Regions from separate parts of the Mus musculus genome. Here region 2 is linked to region 1. A link is a contact called in public Hi-C data. All regions are on one chromosome and are shown on one strand. Each heading gives the region's core, a stretch centred on a gene start, on an enhancer-like site or on the middle of the called end of the contact. The rest is flanking DNA. Distances are from core to core; before and after follow the strand shown. Region 1 has its middle 38 kb from the start of Gm42089. Region 2 overlaps Mmd (monocyte to macrophage differentiation-associated).

Region 1 (2,570 bases), core at 44-2,543:
AAATTTATAAATAAAGGAATAACTTATTCTAGTCCATATATAAATGTATTCCTAACCTCTATCTTTTACATTTTAAGCCTTATTTTTAATTATATATACATGTGTATGCCTGTGTGTGAAAACGTACACACAAGTACACGTGCCCTCAAAGCCAGAGGCACTACATCTCCCTGAGCTTCAATTACAGGCAGTTGTGAGTCACTCAGCATGGGTGTTGGGAACTGAACTCAGTTCTTCTTCAAGAGCAACAAGTGCCCTAACTGTGGAGCCATGACTCCAGCCCACCCCATTACCCTTAAATGATGCTTTGTGCAATGAACTGTTTAATATCTGTTCTCTCTCCAGAACTATGAAACAATTCCATTCATGAAGATCAGGAAACCTAGGAGCTGTTTCAGAAGGATATTTAGACTGACAAGTGAAAAGAAAAAAAATATGAAGGATGGTGATATCTAAATTATCTTCCCATTGCTCTGACAAACGCTATGACCAAGGCAGATTATAAAACACAATATTTAATTGAGCTAACGTTTTCCAGGGATCAGAATCCGTGATGGCGATGCACCAGCATCAGGAATTGCTATGGCATCTGGGACACTTAAAAGTCACATCCTGAGCCACAAGCAAGAGGTGGATAAATAAATAAATAAATAAATAAATAAATAAATAAATAAATAAATAAGGTGGACAGAGGCACACTTGGAATGTCTTGACTCTTTTGAAACTTTAAAACCCACTCCCAGTGATTCACCTCTTCATACAAGGCCACACACCTCCAGTCCTTCCCAAGCAGTTCTACCAAAAGAAGACCAATTATTCAAACACAGGCCTCTGTGGGGACCATTCTTATTCAAACCACCACAGCAAATCTACCTACTGGGCACTGTTACTTAACTCCTGATTGAAAAACAAAAACAAAAGCAAAAACAAAAACAAAAATAAAACAAACAAGAAAACAATGCTGATGCAAATCCCCAAGGCGTGGCACCCCATATCACTCCATAACTCACATTAAGCTTTCATGAGGTAAAGGCCAGCAATGGGACACATGTCATGGCTTTCTGACAATCCAGGTTAGTGGCTATGCCCTCATTAGCAACACTTTTGCTCAAATCTATCTCTCTCTCTCTCTCTCTCTCTTTCTCTCTCTCTCTCTCTCTCTCTCTCTCTCTCTCTCTCTCTCTCTCTCTCTCTCTCCTCATTCCCTCTCCATCTCCCTCCCACACTCCTCTCTCCAGTGTCAGTGGCTAAGGTATTAACCGAAAGAGCTTAAGTTATTAAACTGAGCAGCTCTAATCCCCGAGGTTTCCCGGAGCAGTGGAGATTACTGTATTTTTATTCCAGAGTCAATGTAGCCCTTGTGTTTACTCCCTGCGATGTCCAAACTGACCCCAAATGCCTTTCTCTAGACACGCTTCCCCACTGTGGGAGAGGGGATGGAGTTCTACCTGGAGATCGACCCTGTCACCTTGAACCTCATCATCCTGGTCGCAAGCTACGTCATCTTGCTCTTGGTGTTCCTCGTCTCCTGTGTGCTGTATGACTGCCGGGGCAAGGATCCCAGTAAGGAGTATGCGCCGGAGAGCACACTGAATGCCCAGCCTTCCATCCGAGTGGTGGTAACTCAGCACAGTGCTCATGCATCCCACTGGGCAAGGGGACCCAGCCTTCACTTGAAGGATCCTGCTCCGTTAGGGAAGAAAAGCACGGTGGTGTGAGACTGGGGAACGGACACTGGGTAGAGACCAACAAATGCAGCAGAAAACAACTGTCCCCACTGTGGCTCCTGTGCTCTCCAAATACATGGACATCCTGATTGGCTGAGGAAACAGAGGCTCTGTCTTACTATCTGCGCTCTGGTCACTCTCCTTGTGAATAAAACAACTGTTTAAGGTAAGACACTCTAAAGGCTCAGCACGCAACACTTGTTCTCCAAATGCGAGATCTCAGCACTCATGTTTCAGAGTGAGGCTGGTTACTAGGACCTTCAAGCTCCGAGGGGTGGACGTTGAATAAGGTTTAAAAGACACGTAGGGTGGATAAGGTGTGTGTATAATACATAATGAAACTAATTCAAGTCTATACAACGTCGTTATTTTTAAGGAATCACGCCTACGCACACAGACTTCAGGGTATTATGTCTCTGTGTGTGACGGCCCATCACATTCCATTTCTCTTCCAATACAAGCTGTGCGGCCAAGGCCAGATTGACCTACCTCTTCATACCTCAGGTCTAGTGATGAGGTCAACTGAAAATTTCAGTTTCTGATGAATCCGTTCTCTAAAAGTATTTGAGGTAACGTTTAACACTTAGTCCTGCTGCGATGAACATCAGCCCAGTTTATATGTGTACTTTCTCGTCAGAAAGTTTCGTCTCTTGTGACTGGAAAGAGCTCATTCAGAAAAGCACTGCCTACAAGAGCAGGGGACCTGTGTTCCCATCCCAAGCACTGATGTGAAAGATGGGTGTGGTACCATGGGCCTGGAACCCCAAAGACAGGAGGACCCCTGGGACGTGATCACCTGCTCTAGCAGGACTCAGGGAGCTCCAGGGTCAGGCTCAGTGAGAG
Region 2 (2,570 bases), core at 40-2,539, 89 kb after region 1:
AGAGAGGCAGGCCAGGGATATGTTTGGTAGAGGCTCCATATGATCTGGGGGATCAGGGTGCCTCTGCGGGCCCATGCTGAGGTATCCCTTCCCCTGAGGCACCATCCTCACAGAGATACAGTATGAAATAGAGGTTATTTAGGGCATGGGGAGGAGACTTGAGGGGGTAGTAGAGACAGAAAAGCAGGAGGGGGGAGGAAGGGAGGGAGAAAGATGGGGAGAGAGGGAGGAAGGAGGAGGAGAAGGAGAAGGGAGGGAGAATGTGAAGAGAGGGGGGAGGGGAGTGGGGAGAGAAGGGACAGAGAGGAAAGAGAGGAAGAAAGGAAAAGAGCAAGAGAGTAAGGAGGGGACAAGCATCCCTAATGCACATCCAAGAAATGTTGAATGATCGGTGTTGGTAGCCCTGTAACCTGTATGCAGCAGTACAACTGTATGACTAATTGGCTTGAAGTTTCTGGTCTTAGATTTTTTTTTTAACATTGTAATCAATGTCTAGTTGATCAAGTCTCTTCTTACCAAGAAAAGAAAATTTGGTATAGGTTATTTTGAGTTGCCTCCTTCCTAATCTTTTAACCCTATAAAACCCTGAAGTTAATGGGAATGTTGGAAATAGGGTTGATCATCACACTGGACCCTGTGTCCTCCCAGCGGCCTTCAGCTCCATCTTCTTACTGCTTCTGGCGAGGCCCGTGGGCTCCTTCCTACAGATGGCTGAGCAGGAATTTCCTCTTGCTTTTGCCTGACTTGGCCACTGGGACCATTGGGCCACATGGACTAGCTCCAAGGCTGCTGGCATTCGCACCCAGCTGTCTGCATTCTTGTTCCCTTCTAAGGGCTGGCTACCCTCTTGGTTTGGCCTCTGCTTCTCCCTCGGGCACCGCCCCTTCCCCTGCAGCACCAGTCTCTTTATAGTTTACTCTGTACATGGGTCTGGGTCTTTGGATCTCTCGAGACAGCCTTAACAAAAAAAAAAATCTTGCTTTTGACTTAAAACATATAGGACTTAGATTTAACACCCAGAAGCATGGGGCAAATTAGGATATCCCTAAGACAGTGTGATGTGTCCCTTGTCAGTAGTAAAGACTCCCTTAATTCGTACATGCTGCAAAGATCAGAGGGAGAAAAACCCAATCGGTACATGTGGTGAGAGGGAGGTGAAGGCGTGCAGCAAGCCTGGCTAAGATATAAATTATAAACCAGTTTCTTGGGCCTGTCAGATGGAGAAGGAGGCTTCCAAGGGGTAATCTGGTACATGAAGGTCACTCAGCCTTGGCAGGCACGTCACGGCTAACCATGATTACAATCTGCTTAGGCACAGTTAAATGAGCAGAATTAGCACTGTCTTGTGGAGCCTATAATGTGTGCAATGATCGGATCCATGTCTGTAGATCGAGAGGGTCAAGCTGGTGAGGCATTTACAGTTGCTTTCTGTTTACAGATAAGGATGTTGTTCACTGCGATTTTAACTGTTCAGAAAACCAGGAGATTTCTTGGGGGGGAGGGAGGGGCAAGGGCAGTAACTCACATCAGAGTAACATCAGATCTTCTTCCCCCACCCTCCCATCTCTGTTGACAGAATAACACTGACGGACTTCAGGAGCTCGCCTGTGGGGGATTGATTTACTGCTTGGGAGTTGTGTTCTTCAAGAGCGATGGCATCATTCCGTTCGCCCATGCCATCTGGCACCTGTTTGTGGCCACGGCAGCTGCCGTACACTACTATGCCATTTGGAAATACCTGTACCGAAGTCCCACAGACTTTATTCGGCATTTATGACCAGTCTGTGCTAGGTTTTCAAATCAGTATTATCACGATGGAGGCACTTGGGTGGGGGGAGGGGCGGGGGGAGAACTGAATGTCGCACACAGAAGAAGAGTGAGCAAACTTGCACTGACTTCGTTTTAATTTTTTTTTAATATAATTACTGTGAAAGTATAAAAGCTGTGTCTCGGAGTTTTCCTCTTCACAGGCAACAGATGAGGTAGTGAATCAATTCTTCATTCCATTCCACTATCATGAAGGACTCGGGAGAGACTTGGCCAACTGATGTTTACAAACCAGAAATTTTTGTATTTTTCTTTTACAGATTTTAACTACGATGATTTTTTTCTAAATTAAGTAGGTCAGGTTGTCAAAGTCAGTGCAATAGTAATACAACTTCCTTTTTAAGAAAACCCAAAGTTGTTTCTATCACGTTTCCCGTTCACTGTGTAAAAGAATCATGGAAACTGAACACTACTTTTTACCATGTTTCATCTTGACATAACATGGTTATTTTTTAAAAAGGAGGCTTTAGTTCTTTTGTAAATTTTTAAAGAAACGATTCCATTGACGCACACCCCCACTGGCTCCTCATCCATGCGAGGTTTTTGCAGCAAACGGTCAACATTCCACGAACAAACATTATACCTCTTCTGGCAGTTTTATTAAGTGTGGAGAACTTGCCAATTTTTTAGAAACACTGCAGTTTTTTCCAACCTTTTCTGCCAATCTCTAACCCTGAACTCAGTGCTGCTTTGGGCTGACATCCATGACTGGTGTGGGCCACCAGGAGTAAGACAGTAGTGTT

What was found. Hi-C and Micro-C count contacts between places; a contact is called where the count stands out from the background.
Region 2: a contact with region 1 is called in a Hi-C map of rod photoreceptor, with 3 times the contacts expected there. The contact joins two enhancer-like sites. A contact is called at or near these places in 9 of 39 promoter capture datasets (the C10 cell line, the HPC-7 cell line, HPC-7-derived erythroid cells and 5 more), 31 of 484 Hi-C or Micro-C datasets (3T3-L1-derived adipocytes, the AML12 cell line, B cells and 23 more), 7 of 115 datasets of contacts at active chromatin or transcription factors (bone marrow-derived dendritic cells, cardiomyocytes, effector CD8 T cells and 3 more) and 2 of 9 other capture datasets (adipose tissue and liver).

Annotation. Positions count from the first base shown.
Region 1 is chr11:90,186,343-90,188,912 of GRCm38.p6, forward strand. No RefSeq gene overlaps it. Among named protein-coding and RNA genes, the nearest start is that of Gm42089, 38 kb to the right of the region's middle. Within about 2 kb of position 1,294, at least 2 of the 459 cell types and tissues checked have an H3K27ac peak or open chromatin away from gene starts, as enhancers often do. A contact at or near this core is called in rod photoreceptor, where this site is marked.
Region 2 is chr11:90,275,087-90,277,656 of GRCm38.p6, forward strand. Mmd (monocyte to macrophage differentiation-associated) reads left to right here. Exons shown (of 7, transcript NM_026178.2): 7 at 1,577-2,570. The coding sequence ends at 1,777. Among named protein-coding and RNA genes, the nearest start is that of Mmd, 27 kb to the left of the region's middle. Within about 2 kb of position 1,290, at least 12 of the 459 cell types and tissues checked have an H3K27ac peak or open chromatin away from gene starts, as enhancers often do. A contact at or near this core is called in rod photoreceptor, where this site is marked.